Regions from separate parts of the Rattus norvegicus genome. Here region 1 is linked to region 2. A link is a contact called in public Hi-C data. All regions are on one chromosome and are shown on one strand. Each heading gives the region's core, a stretch centred on a gene start, on an enhancer-like site or on the middle of the called end of the contact. The rest is flanking DNA. Distances are from core to core; before and after follow the strand shown.

Region 1 (6,906 bases), core at 1,366-3,865, 46 kb after region 2:
GGTAGGGTGGGGGGCTGAGAATGTGGTGTCTGATAAGAGACGTTGGAAAAGACTTGGCTTTCTCCGACCAGAGAGGACAGCTGGGGCCAGAGGATATGGCCACTGAAGAAGTGTGGATTAGATTCTAGGAATGACTTCCTGGCTTTAGAACTAGAAAGCACTTGAGTGGATGATTGCAGGAAGGGCAGCCCTCGCTTGGCATCCTGGAGAGTAAGCATACCACGGAAGTCCTTTATTCAGGGCTGCATTATTATATCCAGAGGTGGAGTGTGGGTCCCTGGCGTGTGGCTGCAGCAGGTGGCAGTGGGAATAGCCTGGCCTTAGCTATTCTTGCAGAGAGGCAATGTGATCAATCTGTGTCCCCCTTGCTGCAAGATGGAGGAGGCTTCTTCCTGCCCCTCTTTCTAGTTTACCTTCTAATCCCGTGTCCCTCTCTGTCCCTCTTCTCTCCCTGCTTTCCTCTTTTGCATCCACCCTTTTCCTCAATCCCACTCAGTGCACGTCTGAGCCTGACATACTGACTTTCTTTACCTGAGCAATAAACTGTGGGTTGGGGGGTGTTCGGGGGGTGCTTGGGGGTATTGGGGGGGGTGTTGGGGCGCTGGCATCTTGTTCACTCCATGCTAACCAGTCCCTGCAGAAGGCCCTCTTCCTTGGGAGGCGTCCTGACTTAAACAGCATGCTCACCCTGTCTCCGGCTCTGTCCTCACTGAGCTTAAGGACCTGGATTCAGAACTCCACCAGAAGATTAGGGGAGAGGCCACAGCCCTTCCCTACTAGAGTTTTCAGAGTTAGGAACGACCTGGCCCAGGCTGCAGCTAGTAGGCTGGTTTGTTGGGCAGTAATTTGCAGGGTGGTGGGGACTGGGCTGGTAATGGGAACCTGGTCCCTCCTGTTGGCTTTCATGAAGCTCTGGGCTGGGGCTTTAAAAACTGCCGTCCAAAGATGAGGCTTGAGCACCTGCAGTTAGGCCAGGACTAACCTTCCTCTCTGTACTGAGGAGCAGGTCTGCCCTCAGGGACATCTCTGGTTGGTAGGCAGCCTTACTGGTCTTTCCTTGGATGACAGATAGGAAAAAGGGGTCTATAGCATCAGCTGGGAACAGGCTTGGACCTGAATACTGTCCAACTGTCCTTTACCACTTCCTGAGTTACGGGATGAGTTGACAAGTTGTGTGTTTCTCTGGCATTGCCTGGGAGCTTCCAGCTCTCTGGTGCAGCCAGCCCCGTCAGCCTTCTGTGCTAGACACTGCCTGGCACAGGGACCAGTATGGGCTGAGGCCTTGTCTTGTCCTTCAGTTAGACACCCCAGGCCGCTGGGGCTTGGGGTTGGGGTTGGGGTTGGGGTGGTTCTCTAGTCTCAGGCAGCCTACAGGAAGAAACTGAAAAATTTCAGGGTCAGGCAGCTGGGCTGCAGAGGTCACCAAAAAAGATCTTCCTGCTGCCTCTCCCTTTTGCAGGCCCAATTACTGGGCTCTCCCTGGCCAGAGGCCAAGGCAGTGACCTCATGTCAGATGGTTTTCTTCAGTCAGGTCTGGACCCTATAGGGGCAGACAGTGAAGAATTCTATGGAGGTCTTCTTCCCTATGGCCCAGTGAAGAAAGTGTGTGCAGGGGGTTGAGGTAGTCTGTGTGGAACTGGAGACCTTGCAAATGCCTCCTTTTGGCACCCCCCCCCCTTTCTGTGTCTCGCTTCTGTCTGTTTCACTCTTCCTATCTTTTCTAGAGAGGGTTCCGCACTTTTCTCAACCTGTGGATTTATGTTGACTGACTTCTTATATATTCTAAGAAAAGCTAGAATAGACTTCAGGCTTCAAATTTGCTCCTTTCCTCCAACCATGTTGAGGGGGGAGCTGGGGGGGGGCTGAGGGAGGAGGGGTTCTGTTTAGATCCACATCAAGTAGCCTTTCCTCTTAGGTTTTGGATTTTCTCTTTCCCTGAAAGCCAGTTGCCTGGTTTCATATAGCCCTTGGTTAGGGGCAGTGAAGGGCCTGTTGTCAGATCCGGGAACCCCTGCATCTGAATACACACACCTTTGTTTCCTTTTTTGTCCCCACCCTCAGGTGTTCCTGCCCAAATACCGAGGGGACGCTGGAGGTGGTAGCAGTGAAGACAGCCAAACAACCAGCTTCTTGCTAGGCCCTAAGCCAGGAGCTCCCTTCCCCAATGGACACGTGGGCCCTGGCGGCAGCAGCATCCTGGTGCCCCCACCTGCACTCTGTGGGGCCTCTGCCTGTGATGTCTCCATGCGAGTGGTAGTGGGTGAGCCACCTGAAGCCAAGGTTGTTACTGGACGGGGCATTTGCCTGGACCTTGCCATCCTGGACAGTGCCTTTCTGCTGTCCCAGGTGGCTCCGTCCCTGTTCATGGGCTCCATTGTCCAGCTGAGCCACTCTGTCACTGCCTATATGGTATCAGCTGCAGGCTTGGGTCTGGTCGCCATTTACTTTGCTACACAGGTAGTGTTTGACAAGAATGACTTGGCCAAATACTCACTGTAGAATTCTGTAAGGCATCAAAGAAGAGGATCTGCCTCCCCGGTTCTCAGCCCCAGAGGGCTGCAGAGCTGGTCTCTTTCCGGTCTCTGTTGCCCTGAGTGGCTCTCCACTGCCATCCGAAGGCAGTGAGGTGTATGGCTGCACAGGTTGGAGCTTTTGGCTCTGGCTTCAGAGTCTGCCTGGCCTCCTGGCGGCTTCCCACTTGGGTCTGAAGTTCTGCAGGGATGCAAATGCAGTCTGTATAGGTGCTTTATCAAGGCTCCAAGTGAACGGCTAACCTCCTGCTTGAGTCACCAGAGGAAGGGCATGGGGGGCCCGAATGAACTTCCCCTTCAAGTCCCTTGTCCAGTTCCTGCCGCTGTGGCTCTTGCATGAGCGTTTCCTCCATGGGGCTCTACGCCCTCCACGGGCCTCCACGGGGCTTCACGGGGCGGAAGTTGGAAGGACCCTAGTGGGCAAGATGAAGCCTCGCGATCCACAGCGCTGCCTTTCTGCTGAGCCCCCCACCCCCACTCATTTCAGGAAATGGCTCGGCTTGTCGGCCCTTGCATTGACACGGGCCTTTAAATATTTAACTTATTTATTAACGAATAAGAAGGAAATTCATACCCAGCCTTTTTAACGTTGTGCCTAGGAGTTGAGTAGGGTGGGATCCCCCAAAACTGGTTCCCCCGAAATAGTTGGTCACTGTGCTAGATATTGCCAGACTCCTCTTCCGGGGTGATAGATGTGGTCCCCCAAACCGCCCAGTACCTTGGGCAATCTATTCTTCCCGATTGAGAGCCATAAGATGCCCCGACTCAAGACTGGCCATTGAGGGAAAGTGGAATGGGACCCAAGGTCTCCTCAGCCTTCTAAAACCCAATTTTCTCTTGACCTAATTGGTTCCCTGATTGCTCGCTGCTCCCTATGGGAATGGACCATGAAGAGATTGCCCTTCCAAGTCTAGCCACTGGCTTCAGGACCTCTCTGTGGGGCTTGTTGAACCCTAAGCACAAATGTGTTTCCTTAGGCCTCTGCCCATCTCAGCCTCTGGGGCAAATCTGTCACAGCCTGGGGAAATCTCACACAAACTCAGGAGTACTCCCCGCCAGAGCCAGTGAGCTCATCGTGTCTGGGGGGGAGTTCAGTGCTGATTGCAATAATGTTATCTATGTCTTATTTATTTAGCAGAGTAAATATTTTATACCGTATGTGATAAATCAGAGTATAATGTTTATGGTAATGAAATTAAAAGCTTCGTATATGTTTACTTGATATGTGTCTGCCTTTTCTGTGAGTGGAGGAAGCCATTCTAAAACCAGCCTCACGCCATTCCTAGGGGACTCTTAGCTTTGGCAGCATCAGTTCCCATGCGTGGCCAGCAGATGGAGCCATGGACCATGCAGGCCTAGGGGATTGAGGGTAGCGGACAGGAAGAGTCAAGGGCAGTGCCACGCAGTTTTCTTTTTCAAATGGGGGTCACAGAAGATGGAGCATTCACAGCAAGGCCGCTAGGAGTGCGCCTGGCATTTGGAGGTGGGATTTCAGCATTATGGTTTCGTGACAATGTTCTTACACATCATACTCTTCACTGCAGCCTCTAGTCAAGCCCAGTCCTTCCTGCCTTGCCATCTCTCTGGGCTGTCCGCCCTGACTGGCTCTCCTTCCCTTGACATTCTAGAGTGGTCAGCACAGTTAATACCCACAAAAGGACTCATTTACTTTTTAAACTGTTTTCTGTGGGGCTGGAGAAGATGGCTCAGTGGTTAGGAGCACATACTCTTCTCGCAGAGGACCCAAGCCTGGTTCCCAGGGCCTGTATCAGGCAGCTCAAAACTAACTCCAGTCCAGGTGATCTGATGCCCGTCAGACTTCCTCATACAGACACATACATTGTCTTTGCCAGGGTTTCTATTCCTGCACAAAACATCATGACCAAGAAGCAAGTTGGGGAGGAAAGGGTTTATTCAGCTTACACCTCCACACTGCTGTCCATCACCAAAGGAAGTCAGGACTGGAACTCACACAGGGCAGGAATTGGAGGCAGGAGCTGATGCAGAGGCCATGGAGGGATGTTACTTACTGGCTTGCTTCCCCTGGCTTGCTCAGCTTGCTTTCTTATAGAACCCAAGACCACCAACCCAGGGACGGTACCACCCACAATAGGCCCTCCCACCCTTGATCGCTATTGAGAAAATGCCTTACAGCTGGACCTCATGGAGGCGTTTCCTCAGGGGAAGCTCCTTTCTCTATGGTAAGTCTAGCTTGTGTCACACAACACCAGCCAGTACATGCAAATGCCAATAAAATATTACAAGGAAGTTCTCTGTGTTATCTAACTTTATTGTGAAAATTGTCAAAGAGTAACACGGGTGGTATAACCAGACCCCAGCTTCACAGCTCAAACCCTGTGGTTTCAGTTCCTTTACAGGGTCTATTTTTAAAGTTATATACCAGGCCATTTTACTTCACTTGTAAAAGTTTGGTATGTGGCTCCAAGAAAAGGACTTTGCTCAGTGGCTAGGAGCATTTACTGCTCTTCTAGAGAATCAGAGTTCTGTGCCTAGCATCCACAAGCTCCAGTAACTCCAGCGCTTGGGGAGTTGATCACCCTCTTTCTGCCTCTGCCGGCACCCACATGCACACATGCACACACACGACTTAAAAACAGACTGTTTAGGGCTGGAGAGATGGCTCAGCAGTTAAGAGCACCCGACTGCTCTTCCAGAGGTCATGAGTTCAATTCCCAGCAACCACATGGTGGCTCACAACCATCTGTAAAGAGATCTGATGCCCTCTTCTGGTGTATCTGAGGATAGCTACAGTGTACTTATATATAATAAAATAAAAAATAAATCTTAAAAAAAAAAAAAAACAGACTTTAAATTACTTGACCATAAGCCGTGTTATCTAACGAAGCATAGAATAGTTACTAATTATTCAGGTCGGGTACAGATGCCAAAGGAGAGTGGGTCTTACTGTTGGCTGGTGCAGTGGTTCGAATAAGAGTGGCCCCTCTAGGCTCATATATTTGAATGCCTAGTCGTCACCATGGCACTACTTGAGAGGGAGTAGGAGATTCTTTCAGCCTTGTTGGAGCAAGTGTGTCACTGGGGGTGGGGGTGAGGAGGACTTTGAGGTTTCCAAAGCTCAAGTCAGGTCCAGTGTTGTTTCCTTCCTGCCGCCTGCAGACCCATATGTAAAACTCTCAGCTCCTCCTTCAGCACCACATCTCCCTGCACGCCGCCATGCTTCCTTCATGATGATAACGGACTGAACCTCTGAACCTGTAAGGAAGCCCCAATTAAATGTTGTCCTTTATAAAAGTGTGGTCATGGTGTCTCTTCACAACTGACCATGACAGTTGGTTTAAAGCAGGTGCTAGTTTATAAACATTACCTTTAGTTGCTTTGCCACATTGTTTTCTACATTCCCGGGTGCCCCCAACCCCCTTTTTACTCTTTTTAGCCTGCCATTTAAGAGCCATGGGCTTTTCCTGCAGTGTTGCCTACACTCCATATTGGGCTGGCTGTTTCCTCCTAGTATCTGCCTGTCTTCACTTCTCAGTGCTGGACTCCCAGACACAAACACACAGCCACGCCTGACATTTTATGTGGGTGCCAGGGATTTGAACTCAGAACCTCATGCTTGCAGAACAAGGGCTCTTAGCTACTGAGCCATCTCCTTAGCCCTGGGGAAAATTTTTTATATTTTTCTTTCATGTTAGGGCATAAGTGAATCTCATCTTTTGCACTGGGTTCTGTCTCCTAAGTCTCATAATCTGTAGTTAGTGGCTGTTCTGTTCTGTTTTGTTTTTCTTTGAAATCTGTTAATAAACTGGGAGGGTTATGCTAGAGATGTCTTGTGTTCCCATAGCGATTCACATTTTCATTTATTTTTGAGACAGTCTCAGACTTGGAATTATTTTTTACATTTATTAATTTTGTGTAAATGGGGGAGGTTATATTCTAGGAGAGTCGGGGGGATTGCCTCAGTACTTCTATCATATGGGTCCTAGGAGTTGAACTCAGGTCTTCAGACTTTGCAGCAGACACTCTCACTGACTAAGCCATTTCGCCAGCCTGGCCATGAACTGCTGATCCCCTTGATCCTTTTGCTTCCACCTTTTGAGTGCTAGGATTGCAGATGTTTGCCGCAGAGCTGCTCACCCAGTACTGGAGCTTTGTGCGGACTAGGCAAACGCACTAACGACGCAGCCTCGTCTCTAGTCCTTATGTGTTCTTATTGTCCTTGTGCTATCTGAAAACTGGTGTTTGCGTCAGACTAGAGAGATGTGGTTCGTTTTTGTGAGAAGGCCGGATTGATTCCTGCAACCCCATAAGGGAAACATGTAGTGTCTGCGCTACAGCCTGGCTGTCTCTCTGGTTGGATGTTAATAATCAGACATCTTTACACTATTTAAATTAT
Region 2 (7,050 bases), core at 4,254-6,753:
TCTTTGGGACTTAACTGAGACTAGCTATTTGGGAACACCCCCCCCCCCCAACGTTTTCTCTTCCTTGATTGCCAAAATAGCCAAATATTTGCTGTAACACTGTTAATCATCTGTGGCCATTAAGGTTTTTTGTTTGCTTGGTTTGTTTTAAGACAGGATCTCTACATAGCACCTGTTGTCCTGAAAGTCACTATTTAAGCCAGGCTGGCCTTGAACTTACAAAGATCCACTGCCTCTACTTCTGAGTACTTGGATTAAAAGGTATATACCACCATGTCTCTCAAACTTTGTATTCTGCTGTTGGATTTTTTTTTTTTTTTTTTTTTTTTTGGTTCTTTTTTTCAGAGCTGGGGACCGAACCCAGGGCCTTGCGCTTCCTAGGCAAGCGCTCTACCACTGAGCCAAATCCCCAGCCCCGGATTTTTGTTTTGTTTTTAAGACCGGGTTTCTCTGGGTAGCCCTGGCTGGAACTCTCAAACTTGCAGGCTGGCCTCAATCAAAGTTGCCTCATAAGTCTGGGATGAAAGGTGGGCACCATCACACCCAGCAAACTTTGTATTTTTTTTTTTCCCCCGGAGCTGAGGACCGAACCCAGGGCCTTGCACTTGCTAGGCAAGCGCTCTACCACTGAGCTAAATCCCCAACCCCCAAACTTTGTATTCTTAATGGAGTTGTATGCACCAGTTTATTTTTATCTTTTTAACAATTTACTTATTTATTATATGTAAGTACACTGTAGCTGTCTTCAGACACACCAGAAGAGGGTATTAGATCTCATTACAGATGGTTGTGAACCACCATGTGGTTGCTGGGATTTGAACTCAGGACCTCTGGAAGAGCAGTCAGTGTTCTTAACCGGTGAGCCATCTCCCCAGCCCATATGCACCAGTTTAAAGTTGGTTTCGGTAGAAATTTTTTCAAGATTTATCTATTGTGCCTTATGAGTGTGCATGCTTGCTTGCATGTATGTCTGTGCACCATATTCATGCCTGGTGCCTGCTGAGGTCAGGTTCCTAGACATCCAGAGCTACACAATAAGACTGTTTCTTAAGAAACAGTCAGCTTGCAGGAAATGGACAATTTCCTAGACAGATACCAGGTACCAAAGTTAAATCAGGAACAGATAAACCAGTTAAACAACCCCATAACTCCTAAGGAAATAGAAGCAGTCATTAAAGGTCTCCCAACCAAAAAGAGCCCAGGTCCAGACGGGTTTAGTGCAGAATTCTATCAGACCTTCATAGAAGACCCCATACCAATATTATCCAAACTATTCCACAAAATTGAAACAGATGGATCACTACCGAATACCTTCTATGAAGCCACAATTACTCATACCTAAACCACACAAAGACCCAACAAAGAAAGAGAACTTCAGACCAATTTCCCTTATGAATATTCATGCAAAAATACTCAATAAAATTCTGGCAAACCGAATCCAAGAGCACATCAAAACAATCATCCACCATGATCAAGTAGGCTTCATCCCAGGCATGCAGGGATGGTTTAATATACGGAAAACCATCAACGTGATCCATTATATAAACAAACTGAAAGAACAAAACCACATGTTCATTTCATTAGATGCTGAGAAAGCATTTGACAAAATTCAACACCCCTTCATGATAAAAGCCCTGGAAAGAATAGGAATTCAAGGCCCATACCTAAACATAGTAAAAGCCATATACAGCAAACCAGTTGCTAACATTAAACTAAATGGAGAGAAACTTGAAGCAATCCCACTAAAATCAGGGACTAGACAAGGCTGCCCACTCTCTCCCTACTTATTCAATATAGTTCTTGAAGTTCTAGCCAGAGCAATCAGACAACAAAAGGAGGTCAAGGGGATACAGATCGGAAAAGAAGAAGTCAAAATATCACTATTTGCAGATGATATGATAGTATATTTAAGTGATCCCAAAAGTTCCACCAGAGAACTATTAAAGCTGATAAACAACTTCAGCAAAGTGGCTGGGTATAAAATTAACTCAAATAAATCAGTAGCCTTCCTCTACACAAAAGAGAAACAAGCCGAGAAAGAAATTAGGGAAACGACACCCTTCATTATAGATCCAAATAATATAAAGTACCTCGGTGTGACTTTAACCAAGCAAGTAAAAGATCTGTACAATAAGAACTTCAAGACTCTGAAGAAAGAAATTGAAGAAGACCTCAGAAGATGGAAAGATCTCCCATGCTCATGGATTGGCAGGATTAATATAGTAAAAATGGCCATTCTACCAAAAGCGATCTACAGACTCAATGCAATCCCCATCAAAATACCAATCCAATTCTTCAAAGAGTTAGACAGAACAATTTGCAAATTCATCTGGAATAACAAAAAACTCAGGATAGCTAAAACTATCCTCAACAATAAAAGGACTTCAGGGGGAATCACTATCCCTGAACTCAAGCAGTATTACAGAGCAATAGTGATAAAAACTGCATGGTATTGGTACAGAGACAGACAGATAGACCAATGGAACAGAATTGAAGACCCAGAAATGAACCCACACACCTATGGGCACTTGATTTTTGACAAAGGAGCCAAAACCATTCAATGGAAAAAAGATAGCATTTTCAGCAAATGGTGCTGGTTCAACTGGAGGTCAGCATGTAGAAGAATGCAGATTGATCTATTCTTGTCACCCTGTACAAAGCTTAAGTCCAAGTGGATAAAGGACCTCCACATCAAATCAGATACACTCAAACTAATAGAAGAAAAACTAGGGAAGCATCTGGAACACATGGGCACTGGAAAAAATTTCCTGAACAAAACACCAATGGCTTATGCTCTAAGATCAAGAATCGACAAATGGGATCTCATAAAACTGCAAAGCTTCTGTAAGGCAAAGGACACTGTGGTTAGGACAAAACGGCAACCAACAGATTGGGAAAAGATCTTTACCAATCCTACAACAGATAGAGGCCTTATATCCAAAATATACAAAGAATTCAAGAAGTTAGACCGCAGGGAGACAAATAACCCTATTAAAAAATGGGGTTCAGAGCTAAACAAAGAATTCACAGCTGAGGAATGCCGAATGGCTGAGAAACACCTAAAGAAATGTTCAACATCTTTAGTCATAAGGGAAATGCAAATCAAAACAACCCTGAGATTTCACCTCACACCAGTGAAAATGGCTAAGATCAAAAACTCAGGTGACAGCAAATGCTGGCGAGGATGTGGAGAAAGAGGAAAACTCCTCCATTGTTGGTGGGGTTGCAGACTGGTACAACCATTCTGGAAATCAGTCTGGAGGTTCCTCAGAAAATTGGACATTGAACTGCCTGAGGATCCAGCTATACCTCTCTTGGGCATATACCCAAAAGATGCCCTAACATATAAAAAAGACACGTGCTCCACTATGTTCATAGCAGCCTTATTTATAATAGCCAGAAGCTGGAAAGAACCCAGATGCCCTTCAACAGAGGAGTGGATACAGAAAATGTGGTACATCTATACAATGGAATATTACTCAGCTATCAAAAACAACGACTTTATGAAATTCGTAGGCAAATGGTTGGAACTGGAAAATATCATCCTGAGTGAGGTAACCCAATCACAGAAAAACACACATAGTATGCACTCATTGATAAGTGGCTATTAGCCCAAATGCTTGTATTGCCCTAGATGCCTAGAACAAATGAAACTCAAGACGGATGATCAAAATGTGAATGCTTCACTCCTTCTTTAAAAGGGGAACAAGAATACCCTTGGCAGGGAATAGAGAAGCAAAGATTAAAACAGAGACAGAAGGAACACCCATTCAGAGCCTGCCCCACATGTGGCCCATACATATACAGCCACCCAATTAGAGAAGATGGATGAAGCAAAGAAGTGCAGGCCGACAGGAGCCGGATGTAGATCGCTCCTGAGAGACACAGCCAGAATACAGCAAATACATAGGCGAATGCCAGCAGCAAACCACTGAACTGAGAACGGGACCCCTGTTGAAGGAATCAGAGAAAGAACTCGAAGAGGTTGAAGGAGCTCGAGACCCCTTATGAACAACAATGCCAAGCAACCAGAGCTTCCAGGGACTAAGCCACTACCTAAGGACTATACATGGACTGACCCTGGACTCTGACCTCATAGGTAGCAATGAATATTCTAGTAAGATCACCAGTGGAAGGGGAAGCCCTTGGTCCTGCTAAGACTGAACCCCCAGTGAACGTGATTGTTGGGGGGAGGGTGGCAATGGGGGGAGGATGGGAAGGGGAACACCCATAAAGAAGGGGAGGGGGAGGGATTAGGGGGATGTTTGCCCGGAAACCGGGAAGGGAATAACACTCCAAATGTAAATAAGAAATACTCAAGTTAATAAAAAAAATCTAAAAAAAAAAAATAATAATAAAAAAAAAAAGAAAGAAAGAAACAGTCAGCTTGACTTCACAGCAGTCATCTCCTCCTCTGCCAACAGAGGGCATGCCTGCTTTCTGGATCATTTTTCAGATGCTGTGCCATTACACCTGGCTCATCAATAACCATCTGTAGCTATAATCAGAAGACGGTGTAAGGCTTTGTGTACAGGGGGCATATGGGTGTGTCCTACCATCATTAGAAACTCTAAAACTTCCCTGCCTTCCCCCCTCAATCCCTACCACCACTCTGCCTACAGTGCTACGAATTAAACCTAGGGCCCTACACATAAGTAAAAGCTCCACCTTTAAACTGCATCCTCAGCCCTTCTGTTGCTGTTCTCTGCCATTTCCATATACCTCAGACATTTGAATCAGTCCAAAAAATATATATTAAAGATTTAATGAGAGGACAGGATTATGTCTATAGATAGTTATTAAGGGCCGGGCATAATGGCACTTGCCTTTAACACCAGGACATGGGAAGGAGAGGCAAGTGGACCTCTAGGTTTGAGACCAATCCAGTTTACACATAAGTCCCTAAACATCCAGAACTATATGTCTCAAATAGGATATGTATTAAAAACAATCAGCTTGACTTTAAGCCGTCGCCCTCTGCCAATAGAGGGCAGTGTTCACCAGCCAGACTTCTGCTCATTTTCAGATACTGTGTCTGATCCTCAGCACAGCCTGTCTCTTCTGCATTACCGACTATGATTGGTGTGTCCACTGGAGCATGCAGCAGTAGTCATCTGGGTTTTAAATGGGAAGTCAGATCTCCTGATTCTTAAACGTGCTCTCTCGTACTGTTCCCCCTCTTAGGATTCTGAAGTGTTGCAGACAACGTCCTAAAATGAATGTGGGCATTGTGGTTTCAAAACTCAGTGGTAACTCTTGTTTGGAGACAGGTGTTGACTTTTGCAGTTGCCCTTCACTTTGAAGGTTTTAGTCCGGACAAGTATTCACCCAGCAAATACAGAGCCTTGTTCTTTAGACTGTGGATCTGGCCACTCCTTACTCTTGATAGGGCGTGTTTCTCTTTCCCTCCATTCTCTCAGCCCAGTGGACAGCTACCCATTTTGACATGCTCTGTCTGGGCCACTGCCAAGAGAAATCTGTACTCTGGGGTGTGCTCCCTGTTTCGATAGTGAAGTCCTGGACAAATATTGTGGAATGCAAGCTGTGCTAATTCTGGGGACAGGGAGCCAGAGGGTGTAGCCAGAGTTTCCAGCCTAGTAAAGCAAATAGTTACTTTAAGCATGGTAACGAAATGTTGGAAATGATTGTTTGCCTTGACTTAGTGCTCTGAGCAGGTTGCAGTGATGATTTACTAAGGAACAGAGCAAGGAAGTGTGTGTACATGTGTGTTTGATAATGTTTTAGCTGTGTGTGTGTGTGTGTGTGTGTGTGTGTGTGTGTGTACACATATATATGCCTTTTCTGTCCAAACATAAGAAAGACAGCTCTTTAAGAGCTGGAGAAGCCAGTTGTGGTGGCGCACGCTGGTAGGATTTGCTGAAGGAAGCAGAGGCAGGAGGATCATGAGTTCTCGGCCAGCCTGGGCTACACACTTTGGGGTTGGGGATTTAGCTCAGTGGTAGAGCACTTGCCTAGCAAGTGCAAGGCCCTGGGTTCAGTCCCCAGCTCCAAAAAAGAAAAAAAAAAAAGGAGCTGGAGAAATGGCTCAATGATTAAAAACACGTTGCTCTTATAGAGGACCCAAGTTCTCTCATAACTGCCTGTTGGTAACTCTTGCTCCAAGGGATCCAATGCCTTTGGGCTTTGGAAACATCTGTGTTCATATTCCACCCCCCTCCCGTCTCTTTCACACACACACGCTCACACACACATTCTCACACTCACACTTTCTCACATACACTCACACACACACTCTTTCACACACACGCTCACACACACACTCTCACACACACATTCTCACACTCACACTTTCTCACATACACTCACACACACACACTCTTTCACACACACGCTCACACACACTCTCACACACTCTCTCTTACACTCTCACACTCTCTCATACACACACACACACACACTGAAGGGTTTTGTTGGTTGAGGTAGAGTGTTCTGTGTATGTCTAGTTGTATTTTTTCTTCTTGGACAGGAATAGGTAGTTTATATGTGTTCCTTTCTACATAATACTAGGGCGGGTAAGTAAAGTCATTGGTCCAAGAAAAAGGATGGTTTAAGTTTTAGGAGAAAATAATTCCTAGAGGACTAGATACATAGTGAGAGGTGATTCTTACCCACAAAGAGCCTAATATGTTTAGCGTAACAACTAACCAAAAGTAGATTTTGAAACACTGGTCTTTACTAAATGCAGACAGTGCCTCCTAACTCTGCAGCTCACTAATTTAACTGAAACACACACACACACACACACACACACACACACACAAATCTGTGGTTTTACTCCAAAGTAATTAAAAATGGTGACATAACAAAGCTCTTTTGTAAGACACTTAATATTTTCAAGGATTCAGCTGACATTCTGTTTGTTTTGTTTTTTGAGACATCTCACTGTGTAGCCTTAGTTGGCCTTGGACTCTGTAGACTGGGCTGGCCTTAAACTCAGATCTGCCTCCTGGGTGCTGAGATTAGAAGTGTGCACCATCAGGCCCAGCCCTGACATTCTGTTTAGGTACCTGGGAATTGGTACTCTAACGT

Evidence for each region. Hi-C and Micro-C count contacts between places; a contact is called where the count stands out from the background.
Region 1: a contact with region 2 is called in a Hi-C map of liver, with 7 times the contacts expected there. The contact joins two enhancer-like sites. A contact is called at or near these places in 10 of 12 Hi-C or Micro-C datasets (the A7r5 cell line, frontal cortex, hepatocytes and 5 more).

Annotation. Positions count from the first base shown.
Region 1 is chr13:45,976,011-45,982,916 of GRCr8, forward strand. Slc45a3 (solute carrier family 45, member 3) reads left to right here. Exons shown (of 5, transcript NM_001135868.1): 5 at 2,062-3,753. The coding sequence ends at 2,499. Among named protein-coding and RNA genes, the nearest start is that of Slc45a3, 20 kb to the left of the region's middle. Within about 2 kb of position 2,616, at least 21 of the 93 cell types and tissues checked have an H3K27ac peak or open chromatin away from gene starts, as enhancers often do. A contact at or near this core is called in liver, where this site is marked.
Region 2 is chr13:45,926,873-45,933,922 of GRCr8, forward strand. It overlaps the pseudogene Ran-ps4. Among named protein-coding and RNA genes, the nearest start is that of Slc45a3, 29 kb to the right of the region's middle. Within about 2 kb of position 5,504, at least 8 of the 93 cell types and tissues checked have an H3K27ac peak or open chromatin away from gene starts, as enhancers often do. A contact at or near this core is called in liver, where this site is marked.